Regions from separate parts of the Mus musculus genome. Here all the other regions are linked to region 1. The links are chromatin contacts, called in public Hi-C maps. All regions are on one chromosome and are shown on one strand. Each heading gives the region's core, a stretch centred on a gene start, on an enhancer-like site or on the middle of the called end of the contact. The rest is flanking DNA. Distances are from core to core; before and after follow the strand shown. Region 1 has its middle 32 kb from the start of Gm24208. Region 2 overlaps Gm35298 (a long non-coding RNA gene). Region 3 has its middle 8.5 kb from the start of Gm35298.

Evidence for each region. A called contact is a pair of places that touch in the nucleus more often than the background predicts.
Region 2: a Hi-C map of uterus shows a contact between it and region 1, with 4 times the contacts expected there. The contact joins two enhancer-like sites. A contact is called at or near these places in 19 of 484 Hi-C or Micro-C datasets (the N1E-115 cell line, the Patski cell line, cardiomyocytes and 13 more), 4 of 115 datasets of contacts at active chromatin or transcription factors (the NIH/3T3 cell line, cardiomyocytes, embryonic stem cells and 1 more) and 1 of 9 other capture datasets (embryonic stem cells).
Region 3: a contact with region 1 is called in a Hi-C map of cerebral cortex, with 3 times the contacts expected there. The contact joins two enhancer-like sites. A contact is called at or near these places in 22 of 484 Hi-C or Micro-C datasets (the G1E-ER4 cell line, the Patski cell line, cerebral cortex and 6 more), 2 of 115 datasets of contacts at active chromatin or transcription factors (both in embryonic stem cells) and 1 of 9 other capture datasets (embryonic stem cells).

Annotation. Positions count from the first base shown.
Region 1 is chr12:13,210,861-13,215,022 of GRCm38.p6, reverse strand. No RefSeq gene overlaps it. Among named protein-coding and RNA genes, the nearest start is that of Gm24208, 32 kb to the right of the region's middle. Within about 2 kb of position 2,757, at least 30 of the 459 cell types and tissues checked have an H3K27ac peak or open chromatin away from gene starts, as enhancers often do. A contact at or near this core is called in cerebral cortex and uterus, where this site is marked.
Region 2 is chr12:13,111,826-13,115,743 of GRCm38.p6, reverse strand. It overlaps Gm35298 (a long non-coding RNA gene), which reads right to left. Exons shown (of 5, transcript XR_381278.2): 3 at 1-38. Among named protein-coding and RNA genes, the nearest start is that of Gm35350, 11 kb to the right of the region's middle. Within about 2 kb of position 1,778, at least 5 of the 459 cell types and tissues checked have an H3K27ac peak or open chromatin away from gene starts, as enhancers often do. A contact at or near this core is called in uterus, where this site is marked.
Region 3 is chr12:13,092,351-13,096,025 of GRCm38.p6, reverse strand. No RefSeq gene overlaps it. Among named protein-coding and RNA genes, the nearest start is that of Gm35298, 8.5 kb to the left of the region's middle. Within about 2 kb of position 1,370, at least 5 of the 459 cell types and tissues checked have an H3K27ac peak or open chromatin away from gene starts, as enhancers often do. A contact at or near this core is called in cerebral cortex, where this site is marked.

The DNA.
Region 1 (4,162 bases), core at 1,508-4,007:
TCACTTAAGGATTACCTGACTTGCCTCTTTTCCATCTAAGCAAATTCACAGATTCCAAGGAATTATTTCCCCATTACATTTGTCAGAGTCTGTGGCTTTTTTTTTTACCTAGATCTTGAAGGCCAAGAAGTGTGAATTGGAATTTTTTTTTTCCTTAGCGAATTGGCCCCACATGGCTAGTGCCTGGGTGGTTCCTCCTGTCACAGTATGGTGGACTACCCCCCACCCCACGCCTTCTCTTGGGCCCACCATTGGAGACTTCTCCGTATAAAGATTTTCCATACATGTCAGGATCGTGCTTACGCTAATTGCTGTGCTCATTAACATCTCCAGAACTTGGAGTGCTTTTTCTCAGTCATTTCCTTTGATTTTGCCTGTCTCTGAAAGGCCAGCTCTGAACGAAGTGAGGTGGGTATCACATTAACTAATTGCTGACACCCACCGGCTTTCTTGCCTCCTATGCAGCTGATCCCAGGAATTACACCATTGCCCCTGGAGAGCATGCTAGAAATTTGTGGAATGGCCCTGGTGGACTTGCCTGCCTGTGGGTGGGTATGGGTGAGGACAAGGGCAGGATGTGTGGGCTTGCACAGCTTGGACAATGAGCCTAGTCACTTCATATGGCAGCTCATGGGGACTTATGTGAACACTCAAAACGTGGATGGTCTTTCAGAATCTCCCTTCTCAGCAAGTAACTTCTATTTTTCTTCCTTTCTTCCTTCCTATCTTTTTTTTTAAACTTTCTTTGATGTGTTTGCATATTTTATGTGCCTGGTACCTGTAGAGCTCTTAAGATGATATTGTATCTCCTGGAACTGGCGTTATACATGACTTGAGCCAACATAGGTGCTGGAACCAAACCCAGGTCCTTTGCAAGATCAACAAATGCTCTTAAGTGGGAGCCATCTCTCCAGCTATATACCTTCTGCTATCACTGAATAGCTTCTCTCCAGCTATATACCTTCTGCTATCAGTGAATGGCTTCTCTCCAGCTATATACCTTCTACTATGACTGAATAGCTTCTTAGGTGATGGAAGCAGAACTGAGTCACCAACTCAAGAACATCCTCTGCTGGGGCCATTTAAATCTGTGACAGAATTCATTTGGTTTCTACCACTGAGTGCACAGTTAAAATTACACTCAGTGTTATATAGTTTATCATCTGTGTCAAACCCACCCAAGAAAGTGAGATAGGCCTCTATTAATTAAATCCAAACTAAGACGCTTAAATCTTTTATTTCCCAACCTTCCTCCTTAAATCCTCTCCATTCATACCACCAACCCCTATGTAAAAAACAGTAAGTATCATTTATTGGTCTATACTGTGAACTTGGCATCATTCTAAGTACCCATTCTGGTTCAGTCCTAACAACCCAGAAGCTAGGTTACCTTCATATTTCCCAAGCATCACCAAGAGGGTAGTTACTAGTTTAAAGATGACATGGCTGGAAAGTAATGGTGCTAGGACTGCCTTTATTCTTATGCTGTTGCCTGCTGGGAGATCTTCCCTCCTTGACTGTCAGGATCTTACCCAGTGTCAGGGCCCTGAGTCATCCTACCCAGCCCCTTGAATGAAAAGTCTGCTCTGGAATGCCACCCAGAAGCCAGATATTTTGGATTCTGACTCATGTAAGAGCCAGCGCTATCCTTTTTCAGGTAAGGAGCCTGAGGCGCAAGGGTCTTGGATGTTGAGTTTGTCAAGCCCTGGAAGGTGGGCTTTCCTGCTGTGCCCCTCCAGGAAAACCTCAGCTCATCTCTTTGTCTCCCCTACACATTATAAATTAGCTAGCGGGTCGTGGTTGTGCACGCCTTTAATCCCAGCACACGGGAGGCAGAGGCAGGCAGATTTCTGAGTTCGAGGCTAGCCTGGTCTACAAAGTGAGTTCCAGGACAGTCAGGGCTACACAGAGAAACCCTGTCTTGAAAAACTAACTAACTAACTAACTAACTAACTAACTAACTAACTAACTAACTAAGCAAATTAGCTCTAAACTCTCTAAAACTGTCACATACCTATTCCAGGTGGGTCAAGGTGCTGCTAGAGCAGTGGTTCTCAACTTGTGGGCCACCAACAGTTGTATATCAGATATTTATTTTACCATTTATAACAGTAGTACCATTACAGTTCTGAAGTAGCAATGAAATGATTTTATAGTTGGGGGTCCCCACAACATGCAGAACTGGATTAAAAGGTTGCAGCATTAGGAAAGCTAGGAACCAATGGTCTAGTGAGAGGCTTTTGGGCTACAATGCCTCTTCTCCCTCTACAGTGTGCAGGCATTCTTACATTGTGACCTTTTCCAACTGACGAGACTATCATGCTTAGATGATGGAGGCCTTCAACAGAAAAACACCGAGACTTTTCACTCCGAGCAGGAAACAATATCCCATAGTGTAATAACCCCAACAGAATGGAAGAATAGACCACTTTCAGTAAAACAAACAAACAAACAAACAAACAAACAAAAAACAAAAAAACAAAATCACAGCTTTTTCAGCCTTCTCAAGAAAACCTTTGACCAAAATCTGAGCATGATTTTGAGCATATGGGCCCCAAGTTCCAATTTGCTGTGGCTGAGATTTCACTGGTACGATGGACCAACACTCCCAGAGAAATATGTGAATTCATCGTGGCTATTTTTGCAGCACTGAAGCTGGCACACTTCCAAGCTGAGAACTTTCTGCTTTAGCAGCTCTCGGTTATTTGAGGCTGGATGACTCACTTAGTGTAACATCCTCTTGTTTTCCTCCTCCTCCTCCTCCCCGGGCCCCCTCCCACCTAAGAGGGCTGGCAGGGGCAGGAAGGGTTATGAAACTCAAGCTGCTGTTGAGGACTGCATGTCTTGTCAGTTTTTGGTAGTGCTTTGTTGGGAACCACTCTTCCTGCTCCTTCACGATCTCCTCCCTACTAGGCAGGTCACCTCTGTCTTTATGTGTGCTCTAAACCTTTTGTTCCTTCCCCTCCCAAAGTATACGCTTCCTGCATTTTATTTACCTGCTTAGACATACTACCTCTTGCTGCAGAGAGAAGGGCATTTAAAGCAGGCCGACCTTCAGCATACTCTGGACCCAGGGCAGAGTATGGCCCGGCCAGGGCTGCTAGTAAGCATTTATTTGTTAAACAGGGAAAAGAAAGGAATGAGAGAGGAGTAGGCAAGTTTCGTGACCCTTCTGTGATGATCCAGCTAGCAGAGTTCGGATGACAGGTTAGAATATGTTAGCTTGTAAGTTTCGTGATTTTTTTTTTAAGATGGGAGATATGTACATCTTGGAAATTAGGCTGTAGAGTCATACAGGGCTGAGCCGTGACTGTCTCCTTTAGGGGGGTTGTGTTTTCCAGACTGAAAGTATGTTGATGTAACCCAGAACCAGCTAGCTACTGGATGGAAAGCTTTCTCCCCACCACTGTGCACTGCCAATCATCCAGAGCCACTGCAGCAGTACTCACCGTGCACAGTCTCTCTCTCTCTCTCTCTCTCTCTCTCTCTCTCTCTCTCTCTCTCTCTCTCTCTCCATCCACCAACCACCCACCCATCTTCTGTCTGTCTATCTATTTCTATCTATCCTAGAACTTGTTCTGTAGACCAGGCTGGCCTTGAACTCACAGATCTGTTTGCCACTACCTCCCAAGTGCTAGAATTAAAGGTACGTACCACCACCCAGTGTATTTTAAATTCTTTACCCCTCTGTAAAGCAGGAATAATTATTGTCCTTTAAGGAAACTGTGGTTTAAAGTAACAAGGTAAAAATTCAAGAATACTAGTTGGATACTTCAATACCTGGTTTTCAACCAGAACTGGAAAGACTTAATTATAACTAGCAGAATATAGGCTGAGAAGACTCTATCTTTAGAGGCCCCAACAACAGAATACATATCCCTCTAGGACACAGGGAGCATTCCCCAGGATATGGTAGTCCATAGACATGCCTCAGTCTGCTCAAAAGACTTTGAGCTACACGGGCACCAAACACACTGGACCGAACTTGGAAGTCAACAACAGAGAGCATCATAGCAGTAAACAAGCACAAGGAAGAGATGGAGCTGCCATGTCAAAGATGAAATCCTGAGAGAAATTAGAAACTGCTCTGAGAAAGGTGAAAACAGAAATGGTAAAGACAGCTAGGGGAAGAAGCTAAAGCAGTGGCTAGAGGGAAATTTAT
Region 2 (3,918 bases), core at 529-3,028, 98 kb after region 1:
GTGTTCAGGGCTCTTGTTGTCTATGACTGTCTATGAACCTGAAGGAAAACAAAATCAGTGTTAGGAACACTGACTGCTGCTCAGGCACACTAGGGAATGTGAGCTCCACTTGATCAGAAGTAAGGGTTGCTCTGAATTACCCGCCCTCAGAAAAAGGGAACTGGTTACCTCTTATGGGACCCACTGATAATGGAGCAAGCCTCTATGTATTCCCTGGAGCAGCAAGCTGTCCCATATTCCCTATACCTAGGTAAGTAGCATGAGTTTCTTACCTTGGCGAGTCACTGACAATAGTTTAAGGGATGGGATCCTGGGCTTGCCAGGCTTTTTGTTTCTGTCACCCTGGAAGTCCCTAGGCCTGTCATGTAGCAGGCAAAGTTGTGAGCTTCAGGAGGAAGGGCTCATGTCTCCTTGCGTTGCACTCACAGGAGGTAGTCAAACAGACCACTGTAGGATGTAACACAATGAATCTCAGTCTGCCAGCTCATTTCCCTGGCACAAAAAGCTGAGTTGATCATGTGTCCCAAGAGGTCATGAGATCTACTGAAAGCCTCCAGCAGGGTATCCAGTGTGAAAGGTGTTGGGGAACTGTCAACTCAGACACTGAGTGTGAAGGGGGAAAGATCATATGCATGATCGACATCTCTATGTCATAGAGAGTCACCATCAGCCTCTAGGGCATGGACCTGTCAAACCTGGTGTTCACAGGTCCTGTCCTCAAATCCTTGTTAGGTTAACCTGCCCAGACTTCTGCCCTGGGGTCATGTTGAGGGGGAAACCCCTCTTTCCCTTTGTTAGTTAGCTTTGAGAACGTATAGGCAGGAGAAGGGACATGATGTGAGCAGGTTATATGGTCCATGAGTATGCATTGTGAACAAGTTGGCCCTGTATCTCCAGGCTCCTAAACCCACTCTACTACCCTGAGCTAGCACTCGGCCCACTGATCATCCCACCCCTCTGTCTCTCAGTGCCAAGAGCACATTAACTGAGGCACTTTATTTCCGGATATGCAGTGGAGGGAGTACCCACAAGATACCTTCCAAAGAAAATATTTTGACTCTCTAGCAGCAAAATACAATAACCATCCTCGTCATTTCTGAAGCTCTGGCATCGACTCAACACATTCTTACTTAGAACAATGTAACAGGCTGACTTCTGTTTGGGCCCCTACATTCTTTTGTCCTTTCCAGCAAAGTGTGAAATATGCATTTCCTGGCACTAGGACAACAGCCTCTGAGAATAAGAAATAATAACGATCATGAACCAGAGGCAGGTGATGTAATTCCAGCCCCTCTGGGTCCTGGGACAGCATGACAAGCATGATCAAAAGTAAGCAGTTCTAGACAAGTGCCTAGTTTCAATGAGTTGGCCTCATTTCCTGCAATCGAGAATGGTGTGATTTGAAAAACCACTTATTGCCAACCCTACACAGACTTCATTACTTCTTGATTATATCATCTTGGTTTTGGTCACATGACCTCTAAACCCCATTTTTTTTTTATACACAGAAGCATAAAACATGGATAAATAGTGCAAAGGAGAGAGTAGCAATTGGAGAAGTCAGAGAACAGGTTTGAAAAAATGAACGAGCTAGGTTAACCTTCCAAGAAGAGATACACACACTATGTCTCTAACGATGAAGGGTGGTAGGCGCACAGGTGCAAGGGTTACCTTGTGCAAAGCCTAGAGAAATTATTGAGCAGAGGAAGCCCTCCACAATGACTCTGCAAACATAGCCTGAGAGCAGGGTGTGGTACAGCGCAATGGTTCTCTCTCTGACTCAACTGCTTGTCTACAATGCCATCACCCCCACTTATCTAAACCACCTTAGCAACAAGGTCCCCATAGACAGACAGCCACCTGTAACAGTACCTGCAGTCTGTCTTAGCCCCTTTCCTGTATGTGTTTGTTTCCTGGGATGCTGTAACAAGCGACCACAAAATGGAGTGGAGGGTATTCTTTTGTTTCTATGATAAAAAATCATGACTAAAAGCAATTTCATGAAGTATTATTTTGGCTTATGGTTCCATAGGGAAAGGTGTCTATAATGATAATAGAAGCAGGAACAGAGGGACAAAGACAGGACGTGTGGTGAGGATAGAAACTTCAAAGCTAAGCCGGGTGTGGTGGCACACGCCTTTTAATCCCAGCACTCAGGAGGCAGGGGCAGGCGGATTTCTGAGTTCGAGGCCAGCCTGGTCTACAAAGTGAGTTCCAGGATAGCCAGAGCTATACAGAGAAACCCTGTCTCGAAAAAAAAGAAAGAAAGAAACTTCAAAGCTTACCTCAGTGATGTACTTTTTCCAGTAAGTCTCCACCTCCTTAAAGGCCCCATAACCTTCCCCAAAACTAGGGACTGAGTGTTCAAATATATGAGCCTGTGACAGACAGTTCTAAGTTAAACAACCACAGCAAGCTAAAACAAAAGAAATTTGGAACTAGAGAGATGAGTCATGTTGTCTAATGCTTACCATGTATGTGTGAGGAGCTGAATTTGATTTCCACAATGCACATAGAAAATTGTGTGGTAGTACACACTGTGCCCTGGATCCTGAACACAGGATTGATGTTGGCTTTTCATGGTTTCACTCTTGCCTTGGAATCTTTCCTTAATCTTTAATGGTTCTTTGAGAATGGATGTTTATTCTGCACTACTGTGTATTAGAAGTACACAACTTACTTACTTTGAGACAGTCTCATATTGCCCAGGCTGCCCTGTGACTCTATGTATTCCACACTGTCTTTAATTTAGGTCCGACTCCTCCTGGTTCCACCTCCCAGATGCTAGTACTACAGGTTTTGTGTGCAAACTTTTCTCGGGGAGATACAACACGCATATCTACTCACTCCGGTAGGTGTCCCACAGCAGACTAAGGTATAGACACCACCAAAGTCCAATTGAGTGAACGAATGGCTTTGTACTGGCTGGTTTTGGGTGTCAACTTGACACAGGCTGGAGTTATCACGGAGAAAGGAGCTTCAGTTGAGGAAATGCCTCCACAAGATCCAGCTGTAAGGCAGTTTCTCAATTAGTGATCAAGGGGGAAAGGCCCCTTGTGGGTGGGACCATCTCTGGGCTGGTAGTCTTGGGTTCTATAAGAAAGCAGGCTGAGCAAGCCAAGGAAAGCAAGCCAGTAAAGAACATCCCTCCATGGCCTCTGCATCAGCTCCTGCTTTCTGACCTGCTTGAGTCCTGACTTCCTTTGGTGATGAACAGCAATGTGGAAGTGTAAGCTGAATAAACCCTTTCCTCCCCAACTGCTTCTTGGTCATGATGTTTGTGCAGGAATAGAAACCCTGACTAAGACAGGCTTTTATTGAGGTTTCTGACATAAGTATGGGTGACGGGTTTCTTATAGGAGCAGAAGTCAACAGGTTGGAGAGTGTCCTTTCAAGGTGCCTCAATTGGTCCAAACACCTCCCAGGTAACTCAGTTGGTTTCTGCTTCTTCCACACAGCTGGTCTGGTTTCAGGGTCTTCTTTGAAGCTCAGCTTGTCTGAACATCTTAGCAGCTTAGCTTTGCCTACTCTGGCAGGGAAGTACTTAGTGAATTGGCTCAGTTTCAGGGACTTCCTGAAGCAGTTTTGAGTTATTTACCTTTCTGTGTAAAGAGCTCTCCTGTAGGATGAGATGTCTCCATCTTGGAGAAAGTTTATACACAAGAGGCATGTGTGACTCTTTTCATTTGCTCCGTGCTAACGGTTTGTGTCTCAGAATAGACTAGACTTATAAAGAATTGTTGGAAGTTAAGAATATGTGGACTCTTGCATTATGGGATGGTATTTTGCTTGTTTTTTTAAAATATTTTTTATTACGTATTTTCCTCTATTACATTTCCAATGCTATCCCAAAAGTCCCCCATACCCTCCCCCCCACTCCCCTGCCCACCCATTCCCACTTTTTGGCCCTGGCGTTCC
Region 3 (3,675 bases), core at 121-2,620, 120 kb after region 1:
TGTGTATGCATGTGTATGTATATGTGTGTACATGTGTGTGCACATCTGTGTGCATGTGTATGTGTTTGCATATATATATATACACAAAGATGTATATTCACATGTGTGTGCATGTGTGTGCACATTTGTGTCCGTATGTGTGTGTTTGCATATATATATGTGTGTATATTTGTGTGTGTGTATATGTGTTTGCACATGTCTATATGTGTATATTCTTGTGTGTGTGCATGTGTGTACATTTGCAAGTACACATGTATGGGCTCTGTCATTGCTCTGTCAACTTAATTCCCTTTCGTTTGAGGCTATTGATCGATTTCACCCAAACCTCTCCTGTTTCTTTTCTCCCTCCCTCTTTCTCTCTGCCTCTGTCTGGTGATTGGTGGTCAGGGAGATGCAAGTGTTCTGGGTGCCTCCCTCTTGTTGGTTAGCAGTGACCCTGATTCCTCAGGTTTCCAGGGGTTTCCTTAATCTGCTCTTTTTTTCCCTTTGGATTTGTTACTTCTTTAAAAAAAAAAGTCTCTTAGCTTCTTAGCTTAGTAGAGATTTAATCTCTGATAGGGGAGGATTTATTCTATTTATTGATATTGAGAACATTAATTATGGCCTATAATGAATAGAGACTTTTGAAGGGTCTCATCCTCCACAGGACACTGTAACTTGGCACCCAAGGCTACCATCTCTCCAAGGAACATTTAAGCGGAACACAGCTCATTGGCATGATCCTTCAGCATTCTCTTTCATCGCTGCTAGGGCCTGTACATCAGACCAAAGACATGCACTAATGTGTTTCTTCACTGGCTGCTTTGAAGCTTTGCTGTGTGTTTGTTTAGGATTGTGTGTGTGTTTCTTGTTCTGCGAAGTTCCAGAATGGGAAAGGTACAAAAGAAAGAGTGAGTCACAGTCCTGCTACTTGAGTGGCATCAGTGATACAGAGTTAGTGTCATGAAAATGTGTGAGAGACTCATCATGTGTACTGTGCATAGTAGGGTTACTGGCTAAAGAGCTGAAGAGAAGTGATTGATAGACCAGGTAGTACTTGTGGTGAGCCTAGCATAGAGAGGGTCAATTGGCCAGAAAGTGAATGGTGAGGCCTTCTCTGTCTTCAGTGCTACAGCTAAGGAACAACCTGGCAACAGAGGTCAGTCTTGAATTCCAACCTCCACAGTCAATGTTTGTCTTGGGGCAATGTGGAGCGATTAAGAATGATGGAGTGGGGGTGATGGAGAGGGGACAGCAGTGTCACAGGGTTTCACAGTTTGGATATACTTTTGAGGTGTCAGACTGAAGGAGGAGCGGCCCAGGAGAGAGGCTCTTATGATAGAACCGATGTGATAGTGAGAATAGAAGGAACTAGGGAGGCGTGGGTGGCTGGCTCACTTCCAAGTATATCCACGGGTAGAGGAATGGGTACAAAATATTCCTTCCCTGATCAGGCAGTGGCCAGGGGGGAATGTCCCTCGCCCAGAACTATGTTTATTGTTCTCTGTCACAGTATATGTTCAGTTACACAGTGCATCAAACTGCACCCACCCCAAAGTCTGCTCTAGAGGCCAATGTCTGCCTGTGACTGCAGAGCCTGAGACCCTCGGCCCTCAGCCCTCAGCTTGCTAGCAGAATAGACCCAGCTAGCTTGCAGGGCTCAGCTGCAACACAGGCATGACTATTGTGGAGGAGAGGCACAAAGCAGAGAAGCCAACACATGGTAGGAAGTGGGAAAATGTAGCTGCACACCTCCACTTTATCTCCGTGTAGCCTGCTGGCTATATCCACCCTCTGGGTCTGAAACACTGAAGTTAGTGAGACTCGGATAACATGCAAGATGCCAGAAGGAGGTTCTTCAAGGTTGAAGACCTTGATGAAAACTGAACCATGGCCTCTAAGATTTGGGTTACAGTCTTTCCTAGCCCTTTAAGATTGGACACAGGAAATGAGAGAAAGGTGACAGGGGTGGCCATGAAACTCGGGCTAGGTGCTGGTAGGGCCCCATGGAAGCCTCCCTTGGAAGTTGAGTCAATCCTAGAAGCCACATCCAGGCTCCAAACTGGTCCACACGATGCTCAGGCAGCTCTGTGCCTATGTGCTGCCTGGTATCCCTGGGTCTGTGTGAGGTGTGAAATTTGTAAGATCAGCTTCTAATGGTCAGAAAAAAGTGCCCCTGTCTCTGGGGTATTGGGAGGGGTGGGTATGTGGGATGAATCGTAGAGGAACCACTTGAAACTTCCACCTGTCCAGAGATGCCTAGAGAGAATTTAGGGTACAGAATCCCCAACGTCAGAAACCTAGGCTCCCCCTCCTTTGCTCCGGCAGTCCAAGGAAAGTACAGGTTCATCCGTGAGTTGTTTATTCAGGCATCAGGAATGTAGCACGTGTGCTGCGAAGATGCTGTAGCTATGTCTGTTTCACAAGCATGAGGGTCCAAGCTCAATCCCCAGCTCCCATGTAAAGGGGAGTGCGGCGGTGCATGCCTGTAATCCCATCACAGGGGAAACAGGCATAGCAGAATCCTGGGGAGTCACCAGCCAGCCAGTGCTGATCTAGTTCCAGTGAGAGCTCTTGTCTCAAAACTTAAGGTGGAGTGTAACTGAGAAAGACATCTGAGGTCAGCCTCTGGCCAAAACACACACACACACACACACACACACACACACACACACACACACGAGGCACACTCATAAGCACACACATATGCATGCACAGGCACACACACCATGTATGGGCATATATTCACATACATAGATACATATGTATAAACCATAAACAAACTGTACCTGTCCCAGGTACCAGGTACCACAGAGGACAAAGCAGATGGGTTCTGCCTCCCTGAAGGCCATTAGGCAGGCAAGAATCCTCACTCATGCTTGAGAGATGTGAACAAATTGAGACTTTCACAGTATACTTGACTACTCATGGTCTTCCCAAGACATCCTGGGACAATCACCTTCCCAAGGAAGACAACAAGTGGCTATGAGCTCAAGCTCAAAGAGTGGAAGAGCAGCGGAGCGGACATGACGCTGGCATCCCAGAGCCACGTCTCCTTTCTCAAGGAGAAGGATGATCATGTTAAGTCAAGTAGAACCACTTTGTAAACTAAACTGTACTCACTGCAATGTGGCTCTTATCGTGAGGAAAAGAAACCAGGGATGAGTTGGTCTGAAGGTGTGCTGATGTGGAAATCCCCTACTAGGTGTGTCCAGGCCTGACTGTGTCAGGGCAACGTCCTCTGCTTCTTCCACCCCAAGTGCATGCCATGGCTACTTCCTCTGATCTTCTGGTATGTTTGTTTTGAAAACCAAAGGAGTAAGCTTGTAGCAATGAAGATGTGCATACCCTCTGGGTACGGGCAAGGCTTCCAGACCCCTCTGCACACAGGAATTCATCCTGTCACCTCTTGTGTACCATCTATAACCCTAAAAGACTGTGCTGTCATCTTATCTTGGAATGGAGGTTTTAGCAGTCCCTTCATTAAGCCCAGAGAACAAAGGCAGCCCGGTGAGAATCTCCCTACATCCAAACAGCCTGTCACCCCGAGTGTGAGACTGCGGCTGTCCAGAGAGGCTGTGCACTGTTTGCAGATGAAGGAGATAACCACAGAGGAAGGTCACAGGATGTCTTCTGTCCACCTTGAGGAGGGGGAAGGGAGTCCGCTGACCACCCTGATGTTCCAGCTGTCCTGGA